2 separate regions of the Mus musculus genome follow, and region 1 is linked to region 2. A link is a contact called in public targeted proximity ligation data. All regions are on one chromosome and are shown on one strand. The core of a region is the stretch at or near the end of the contact, and the rest is flanking DNA. Distances in the headings are between cores, read along the strand shown. Region 1 holds the start of Ppp1r32 (protein phosphatase 1, regulatory subunit 32). Region 2 overlaps Dagla (diacylglycerol lipase, alpha).

What was found.
Region 1: a targeted proximity ligation map of embryonic stem cells shows a contact between it and region 2, with 3 times the contacts expected there. A contact is called at or near these places in 5 of 39 promoter capture datasets (cranial neural crest, embryonic stem cells, frontonasal cranial neural crest and 2 more), 51 of 484 Hi-C or Micro-C datasets (the AML12 cell line, B cells, the C2C12 cell line and 32 more), 7 of 130 datasets of targeted methods (embryonic stem cells, epiblast stem cells, forebrain and 2 more) and 3 of 9 other capture datasets (adipose tissue, embryonic stem cells and liver).

What each region holds. Positions count from the first base shown.
Region 1 is chr19:10,479,240-10,484,327 of GRCm38.p6, forward strand. Ppp1r32 (protein phosphatase 1, regulatory subunit 32) reads right to left here and starts at 3,689. Exons shown (of 14, transcript NM_133689.2): 1 at 3,589-3,689; 2 at 2,994-3,129; 3 at 2,464-2,581; 4 at 2,045-2,198; 5 at 231-359. The coding sequence starts at 3,102.
Region 2 is chr19:10,276,987-10,281,989 of GRCm38.p6, forward strand. The region is part of intron 1 of Dagla (diacylglycerol lipase, alpha); the gene reads right to left. Among named protein-coding and RNA genes, the nearest start is that of Gm30042, 11 kb to the right of the region's middle.

The DNA of each region.
Region 1 (5,088 bases), core at 2,439-4,938, 200 kb after region 2:
ATGCCCCAATTAAGAGGAACGCCAGGGCCAAGAAGTGGGAGTGGGTAGGTAGGAGAGCGGGTGGAGGGGCAGGGTATGGGGGACTTTCAGGATAGCATTTGAAATGTAAATGAAGAAAATACCTAATAAAAAATTGGAAAAAGAAAAAAAAGAAAGAAAGAAAGAAAATGCCTTGCTCTCTGCATTGTGTCAGGGCCTGAGGCCATGCGCCCTAGCAGATACCCACTCACATAGTGCGAGTTCTCCCACTCCGTGGAGCCCTTGCCCTGCTGCTGGTGGATCAGGGGAACCTCCTTGGGCTCCAGTCCTGTGATAGTCTGAGGCCCGTGATCCTGGGTGTCGAAGTGGACCTTCCTGACCTGGAGGAGTGAAAACCCGTGAGAGAGAGTGCCAGTCACATTCTGTCCTCCACTGCTACAGAGCACCTTCATGGCAGGCAGTCTGTGAGTCTATTACAGTGACATCAGAGGGGCCCCACATCCTGCTCGTGGTGATTCTCATACCCTGACAGCAGCCCATGGGGACTTTGGGTCCTCAGACTGTTGCAGGCACTTAAACCCTTGTTGGGCCCCTCAACCAGGAACTCCCCCCCCAGGGCCTTTGAACTTTGTTGCAGACACTGCTTGGAACACATATCCCTTAGGTAGCTGTGGCTAGAGGAATGGCCTCTTTTGAACCTTGCCTAGTGTTTCCATGCTAACTTCTTTCCCAGTCTTTGGGCTTCTGATTCATCCCCCACTTCCTCCGAGCTGTATTTCTCTCTGCTCTTACCCCTTCCAACATTTTTAATTTTATTTTACATTTAAGAGATATATTATTGTCAGTCAGTGTCCAGTAACTGTTAGCCATTGCTAATGCATAATTAACATATCATGTGCCTTTCTGGGTATTATAATGTGAAAATGGTAGATATATTTAAAGCCCACATGATAATACACATATGTAAATAAAAAGAATTGGATTCAAAAAAAAAAAAAAAAAGAGAGATATATTAGCCAGGCTGTGGTGGCACACACCTCTAATCCCAGCACATGGGAGACAGAAGCAGGAAGATCTCTGTGAGTTTGAAGCCAGCCTGGTCTACGTTGCTATATAGCTAGTTTGTGGACAGACAGGATTACACAGAGGAACCCTGTTCTCAAATAAACAAACAAACAAACAAACAAAAACAAAAAAGAAAGAAAGAAAAAAAGAAACCAAAAATGAGAAAAGGAGATTTGTTAGTATTTTATGTGTCTGAGCTTGTATATGCCACAAAGATCAGATGAGGGCATCAGATACCCAGGAGCTGGAGACCCAGGAAGGAACTCACATCCTCTGGAAAAGCAGAAAACACCCTTAACCATATCTCCTGCTATCATCGTCGTCATTAGTTACATTGAGATATGGCCTCATGTGGCCCAGGCTGGCCTTAAACTTGATGTGTAGCTAAGGATAACTTTGAACTTGTTATCTTGCTGCCTCCCTATCCCCAGCGCTGGGATTACAGGCATAGACCACTGTGTCTGGTTTATGAAGCACTGGGGGATGGAACTCAGAACTTCATGAATGTGTTCAGCAAGTGTGAGACCCACTGAGCTACAGCCTAAGCCCACTCCCTCCAAATGTGCAATGTATTCAGAGGACATTGCTTGGATGCATGGCTACCTATCCTCATGACCATGGAGGTGACTTGAATGGTGGTAACAATGATGACAGAAGTGAAGAGGTCGGGGTGACTGTGACAGTGACCTCGAGGCAATGAGGGTAGTGGCAAAGGGTTTGAATGTATGACTAGGATCCTGGTATCTGTGAGGATGGAGTAGGGGTGAGGGTGTTGACACGGCTGCAGGGAGAGGGAGTGGCAGTGGGGATATCGGGATAAAGACAGGACCACAGTGGGGAGCGACCCCTCACCCTACACTTTGGCTCCTCCAGGCTATGTCTTCTCAGCTCTATGCAATGGGTAGAGGTGCTACTTCAGCTTGCTAGAGGAACCCACCCTCCCTGTCTTGCTGCACACATCCTGGGGCTCACTCCTGTCTAGCCTGGACCCAGCACTGACCTCCTTGGAATGTGGTCCAGGGTTGAGTTTTTCTCGCCCGTAGCTGGAGGTTGTCTGGTGCAGGTTCCAGGGCAGGGGTTGTTTACCATCGGGCACTTCTAGGGGAGAGTAGCTCTGACTGGTCACAGACTTGGAAGTGTCTCGGATTTGTTGCCTAAGGGGTGGGAGGAAGCAAGAGATGGGCCCCCCAGGGCCACCTTCTTTGTTCTGGGGTTGAGGGCTGCAGTACTTATTCCCAGGAGCATCATCTCCCATCCTTCTCCCAAATGTTTTAAGAGTCCTTCTTGGCCCCGGGGCCAAAACTGGGCAGCATGCCCAGAGCCATTCAGGCCTTGCTTTGGAGCCTGGGGCAATGACATCTCTAATATTTAAGATCCAGCAGAGCAGAGGAGGGAGACAAGGAGTAATGGAAACTGTACCCTATGGCAGGATTGTCCAGGGTGTCCAGGTGCGGTTGGTAGGAGACCAGGGGCCGATAGTTGGATTTGTAGCCTGTGCCTACATGGCTTCCCAGGCGGGGCTTAAACTCCTCCCGACCTGCCAAGGGGCAAGAAGGAAACAGGACCAAAGGCCACCAGAAGGGTGAGGAGTGGCTTCCCAAGCAGAGCCAGCAGCCACCAGGGCCTAAGGAACCCTAAGCCAGGGGAACTCCTAACAACCCAGGTGTTGGGAGCTGTGTAGGCCTGGCCCGTGGAGGACTATGATGCCAGAGAACAGAGCCAGTGGCATGGGGTCACAGGAGCCATGTGCAGACATACTTCAGTGACAGGACCAAGGAAGGGGACAGCCAGACAAGGCCAGCTTGATTGTGTGAGCCTTGGGCTCAGGGAATGGAGCCACTCTATGTGGCAGGTCACTCTCTGCTCAGATTGACCTAGAGTGTGTGCCTCTCCTGGTCCCTCTTCCCATACAGGGTCCTGAAGGTAGCACCCCATAGAGGAGTCCTCACCATAGGCTGTACAGTAGCTGGTAGCATAAAACTTCAGAGGGTCAGAGCATCCCCCCGAACTCATCTTCACATATGGAGAGACAACCCCAAGAGGGAGTTTCCCCATCATGATGTGTGAGGCAGGGGCCCCACGGGCCTGAAAAGAAACCCAGGAGATCTCGTGAGTCCTGACCCCAGGCTTCAACCTCTGCAATGACAGTCACCCCCTCAGAGGCCCGAGTCATCCTCACAGGCCCTGTTCCCGTTTCTGGAAACTGCATCCCAAGTCAAACAAAGAACCCATCTTCAACTCTCACACTGGCATGTCTCTTACCAACATTCGAATGCCCCCACTTTAGAGCCAAGAAACGATGCTGAGAAATGAATTGAAGATCTTAACAAGAGGTCTCCAATTCCTAGTCCTCTGGTCTGACCTCCTATATGTGCTTCTTAGAGAGTACATGACCAAATGACCGCCTGCCTGAGCTTTCTCTCCTGCCAGACCTGCCCCGCCCCCACCCCATCTCTTACTCAGTTCCTTCCCCCCGCCCACCTCCCTGTGGAAGTTGACTTTGCTCTCCTGGGGCCCTACACAGTAGGCCCCACCCTCACCTACCCTCTGCAGCAAGCTCTGAGGTCGGCAGAGGCCACAAGAGGCTGGAGCTGCTCAAGAGAAGCTGGCCCTCCTGAGGTGGAGATGGCCAAGCTAGAAGAAACAGAGTGTTGCTTAGCAACCAGCACCTAGCAACAGCGTCCCAAGCCTCTGAAGTCCTTCTCAAACCATGGCCCACTGAGGGGCTGACCTGTCTAGGAAGGGAAGTCCAGGCATAGCACAAATTTGGCCCTTCCTCCATGGCTCTGTCCCACGCTGCCTGGACAAGACCACGAAGAGTTGCTTGTCTAACTGATGTGAAATAAAAGATAATCCTGGACAATCTCTCCCATTTACAAAGTATCCACTTCTCACGGTGGATACTTTACATCTTTTATCTCCAGCCTCCTAGCGGCTCTTCCAGGTAGCTATTATTATCCTCTCTTCACTGGGGAACAAGAGGCTTAGACAGGCAAAGCAACTGGACTGGCCAGAGATCTCAAAAAACAAACAAAACAAAACACCACCCCCCCCCAAAAGGAAAAGAAACAAAATAGTTGCGATTCCACTTGGGTGGATCCTGATCCCACTTTTATGCCTCTTGGTAAATTAATCTTTACTATATTCTGCTCCAGCTAAATCTGTCCTAAGCCTTTTTACACACATTACCTCTTACAATTTCCCAGATTCCCCCATGAGCTTGGGGCTCTTGGTACATGGCCAATAACCATAGCAGTGGTTAAAATTGAGGCTCCAACCAGACCTGTTTGTTGGCTTTGATGAGCTGTCTTTCCTCTTTACACTGTCACTTCTTATCTTAGTCAAGTATGTGACTTAGGACTGGTGATAGGGGTTCAACACCTGCTGAAAGGAAGGGGCAACACTGGTACTTACTTGCAAGCTGTGGTCTAAAGGCTCCCGGCCAGCTCTGCAGAGACTTCAGTTAACAGCATGCAAGCCTCAAGTTGGTTTTCAGTCTTGTAAACATTGTGACAGTTGGATCTCCAGGGGTGGAGAAGAACTCTGCTCAGTATCTGCCAATTCCACCATCATGGCTACTTGCAAACAGCCAGTTCAGTGTCCCAAATGGGAACCTTAAATACTGTTTTAGTTTTTGTTTGTTTGTTTGGTTGGTTGGTTTTGTTGTTGATGTTGTTTGGTTCTGGGTTTTGTTTTTGTTTTGGTATTTTTTGAGACAATGTTGCTCTGTGTGGCCCTAGCTGTGTAACTTGCTCTGTAGACCATACTGGACTCAAGTCACTTGCCTCTGCCTCCCAAGTGCTAGGATTAAAAGCATGTGCCACCACTGCTCAGCTAAATAATTTAACTTTTAACACAGCAGGGCTTAACAGCCAGCCTGTAGATTTCCAACCTTTAGCTATTACAAGAATGTGAGCTTCTCTTCTGGGATACCAGAAGAAAAGGAAGACCGAGGGAAAGGGGCTGTGCTGCCTAGGATATAAGCACATATATGGGCCAGGCACATGAAACAAATCCTACTACATCCCACATCAGCCCCACCAG
Region 2 (5,003 bases), core at 600-3,099:
ACTATAGCCCTCCAGGTTAGTCTGCCTGTCTGCATCACGAGTCATGCTGTGAAGCCGGTCCGGTTGTTCTGTAGGGTTTGTGACCAGAGACCTTTTCCTATAAAAGCACCATCTAGGGATCAGGCTTGGAGTCACAGGAGTGGGGCAGTGAGAAACCAACCGTACCACTAGGGTGACCTATGGCCACCTGCACTGAACCAGACATATGCTTCCAACAAGTACTCAGCCACATGGCTTTCTCTTTCTTTTTGTTTTTTTTTTTTAATTATGTAGTGTTTAGTGCTGTTAGCTGTGGTATCAAGCAGTTACAGAATCCCTCTTTCATACTTCTAACACATGAAGAAACCGGAGGCTCAGAGAGGTTCAGGTAACCAGCCCAAGGTCACTCAGTTCAGTGACTGCTGGAGGCAGGCATAAGGCTCCGGAGCGCGTGCTTGGCCAGCCCCGCCCCGCCGTCGCCCCGCCGTCGCTCACCAGGCTCCATTTATCACCAGCTCCACTTCTCGTTCTCACGCTAATTATTTTCCAACTCCTCTTCAATGAAAAGAATTTGCCATCTGCCACCAGGCCCTGCCACTGACACCAGCCAACTCCCCAGGAATCAATTGGGGCCTTTCGCTTCCTGCTGGCTGTTCTGAGAGGGCTGCTGGCTGCTGAGGAATGGGGGAGGTAGGGCCAGAGAGAGCGGCAGGACCCTCTCTTTAGCAGCCTGGACCGGACTCTCCACGTTCTGTCCTGGGCAGGGGGAGTTCCTGAAGGTGAAAGGTCCCTCTAGCTCTGGCCAGGCCGGGCTTTACTTCTGAATTCTTTCTTAGAGATCTTTTTCTTCCCATAGGCCTCTCGTACGTGTTTCAGTTCTTTGGGCAGAGGTGGCCTGGAGGGAGCTCAGGCAGGCCGTGCTGGCCTCAGGTGGCACTCTTCCCCTGGGAGCTGCTGGGCTGGAGCAGGCAGGTGGCATTAGGCATGCAGCCAGTCTCCTCCCACCCCTTGCAGTACAGCTCACCCCACTGGATCTCCTGACCACTCCCTCTTTCAAGTACACAGAGCTGGAGGCTGCCCCAAGAAGCAACCTCCGCCTTCCCTCCAGTTCTGGATCATTGCTTTTCTGAGCCTCAGTTTCCTTATATGCAAATGAGATAGTGAAGCCACTCCCTTCTTGGAGGAGGAGGGGCTGGGAGGAGCAGGTGAGCACTTGCAGAGCCAGTGGCTCAAGGTTTGTTCCCATTCTGGTTCATTCTTCAGTTTCCTGCAGTGAGTGCAGAACCTTTACCTCTGCACCAAGTCTGCTGCCCTGCAACAGAAAGTCCCTGGCCATCCATTCCCAGTGGCAGGCAGACCTGCACTGGCCCCAATCCTTGAGTGACCTCTTCTCAGGTAGGGCTGGTGGTATCTCTGAGGAAACTACCAGAGTTGTTTCCTTGGACTCCTTGGACCCACAAGTCAGTGAGGCAGGAATGTCATCTCTCTAGAGGGGACAGCTGGGACTACTGAGCTCCTGCCCAAGGCCACAAGGTTGTAGACCACGCCAAATCCACATTCCTATGAGAAAGCTGTGTACCTATCTGCCTGTGCAACTGAGTTTCAGGTTGTCATACTGCAGAGCTCTTCCCCACCCAAACTCAGCACGCCCTGAGGACAGAGGCCTCCTCTTGCGCCCCACCCAGTCCAAGATTTCCTCCACCACACTGCTCTTCCCCGAAGCCTTCCTTTTGCTGGGGCTGCATGCTGGGAGTTCTTGGCTTCCCAGATGGCCCCCTGCAGGGAAGTTCACCAGATCTCAGCTCTACCCCATTCTCAGCTCCTCAGAACTTCCTCCAGAGGAGACTGTCAGTCTCTGGTGCTGGTGACACCTCAGAGAAGAATTAGCACCTTCCACTTCCTTAGGGGATCCCTAATGAGGTCGTTAATGAGGTGTTAAGTGGGCACGCCAAGTATGACACCTCCCCTCTGGGAACCCCCCACCCCTTGGGCCCAGCCTACCCTGAGCCACGTTCAGCCCCACCTCCTCAGGCAGTAGACCAGCCCTCGGATCTGGTCTGCTTGAGTGCATGCTGCTCGAAGGTTAGAGAAAGCCTTCAGAGCTGTGTGTGCCTTGGAGAGCCACCACCTGGGCAGTACAGCCATCTAGGGCACAGGCCAGAAGCTCTGGCTCTTGGGTTTCAGCCACTCCCAAGTCATCTTCAAAGCCAGCAGGGATCAAATGATGGCAAGCAGAGCTCCTTCCCCAGGGAGCTGCTCTACAGAGCTCTGGTGACTCAAAGGGCCAGCACCCACCCTCCACCCCCCAACTGTGTAACATGGGACCACCAATAGCTTTATGGCCCAGTCTCTCCTTTGCTTGGCTCTCCTTCTTTCTGTGCTATCTGAGGGGACCCCAGATGAAGGGAGGTGATCACGGCAGGCAGGTCTCTGGAGCCTGGCCCTCCATGTCATTTAGAGCAGGGTTTAGTTGCTGTATATATCCCTAGGCTTTGAACTAAGTGCTCAAAAATGTCTGAGAGCCATGAGATAGAGGAGCCCTCTGGTCAACTCTGGCATTTAGGGAGAGAGCCTTGGGATGCTGCTCAGGTGTCCTTCCAGGCTTGGGAGGCCATTCCATATCTCCTCCATTGCCTGAGCTAGGAGAGCAGAAGGGCCTATAGGAGAAAACTCTTGACCTCAGGCCACAACTTCTATTTTCACACTCCCTCTTATCCCTCCCACAGTAGGACAAAGCTGGACTCATCACAAGTTACAGAGGCCTCCGAGAAGGGGCAGTGCCTGGAGGGCCCCTACTGCTGGGTGGAGCACAGGCTGGACCTGGCCCTGGCCCAGGGACTCTATTTCTCAGCCATCCACTGGGCGAAGACTTCGGAGTGCAGTCCGGGAGGGGCTAGCCACTTCCTATGACAAGTCAGATGAGTCAGTGACCATTTCCCCATCAGTAACCGGCTGACACTGATGACAGCGCTTCCCTCGTGGGCTGAGGGACAGTGGGACAAAGCCATTTCAATGTTGTGGAGTGTTGAGAGCAGACTCTGACACGGCAGGATGCTTGATGCTTGGCAGTGTAAACTACATACACTGCTTTAGGAACCGCTCACTGTCTTCTTCAAAAACTTAGCATGGGCTAGCCAATGAGATGGCTCAGCAGGCAAAGGCGCTTGCCACACAAACAAGAGTCTGATGGAACCCACGGGCAGAACCAACTCCACAAAGTTGTCCTAGACTTCCACAGGCATGCTAGGAAATGTGTGCACCCCTCCCCCATCATATACACTTCCAATAGTTTCTTTGTTTTTCTAAAGCATATCATGGTTCCTAAGTGGCCTTTAAATAAAATTAAAACTCTCAGGCATTGGCTTTCTACCAAGTGCCCGACGTCCTGCATCCTGCCATGATCACCAAGACCATCCTCTATGTCCTAACTCTTGGTTCTGTGCCGGGCTCTGTTCCTGTCCATGGTTCCCACCAACTGCCCCTGGCCAGAGAGTCTGTCCTCTCCTGGCCCCCTTGCTTCATGTGCTGCTTCTGCTGTTGTCTGTAAGGTCTGTTTGGGTACCTGTCCCCAACTTCCCCCAAACTCCAGTCCTGATGGTAGATCAGCTCAGCCTGTGGCCTACTTTCTGCAGGTTTCTGGTATGGGCTTCACCTTCTCTATTACATTGCACGTTCCTGGGGAGAAAGCTTTGGCTCTGCCTACTTCTTCCTAGTCTGTGATAGAGGTTCCAGGACTCTTAGCAACCAGCAGGCTGAAAATCAGAGGCACTGGGGAGCAGGACACCTGCCTCCAGCACAAAGCTGCCCATGTGGGACCTGGACAGAACTCATGGTCCACTTTGTTCAGGATAGGTTAAGGCTGGGCAGAGGCAGGGCCCAGCCTGTGTAGTGATACCTTCCTTTCAAGAGGCCTTGCCCCTGATAGTCAGGTGCCCAGTCTTGTCACACTGTCACTTCTGTGGTTTCATTCCCTTGGTGCCGCAGGAGGAGGAGCTGGGGCTCTCTGCTGCCACTTGGCAAGACCAGAGCAGGGGTGGTAGCAGGGTTTTGGCAGGCCCCGTTTCAGTCAACCTGGGGCTATTGCCCATTGTGGAGAGAGGAGCCTCACCAGGATAAGAAGTCAGTGAACCCTATCTTCAGGGGGCAAATCTTTCAAGGAAAGAGCGACTGGCAACATGCATATAAGGCTAGCAGGGCAGGTGAGCGCTAATAGGCTTCCCATCCTGTTTCTTCGGGCCAGACAAGGTCCTGGTGAGACCAGAGAGGCTGAGGCTCCTGCTAGGCCAACCCTAGTACCTCATCTCCCTCGGGACTCAGGGCGGTAATGTGACAAAGCCTGCTTCCTCAGCAGGCACAGTCCTTTCCTGCACATCCCAGGAAGGCTCTGGAGTGAGGGATGGCAGTGAGGGGGGTCGGGCCTGCGTCATAGCTCGTGCTGGCTTCTCCACCCTCAGTGGCCGCTGGCAGCTATAAATACCACTCCAATCTCTGGATGTTGCGGGAGATGACCTAGAATCGTGGGCTTGGAGGCCTCCAGGGGCCCCCTCCCTGCTCATTTCAGATAGCGCCTGTCTGACCAGAACATCCTTGCAGCTGGAGAGTCGGCACCCACCTGAAGAAGAGGCGAGATAAGAGCAGTAGCCAAGACCAGAGCAATGCCTCAGCCGGCCATGGGGAACACCAAACCCAAAGAGTAGCACTTTGATTGCAAACCCTCTTCACAGGCCAGGTATTAAGGACCCCAGGCCCCAGACAGCCCAAGAGATAACAAAGAGACACAGCCACCTGAGACCTGCTGCTATTTGTACCACTACCACAGCCTCTGGCTTTGGGTTCTCTCTGGAGCCCACTCAGTGTTAAAAGCTCCTAAGCCCCTGGACCCTAAGCCTCCTCTTCACCTTCTCAGCCCCCACAGTCTCTGTGTGATTTTTAGTTGAAACTGGATCCCAAATATGTCATCCCCCTGGGAGCCTCACCGGAACAAACCCCACTTTGACTGGGGCCTTTGGGGTGTCAGTTGTTTA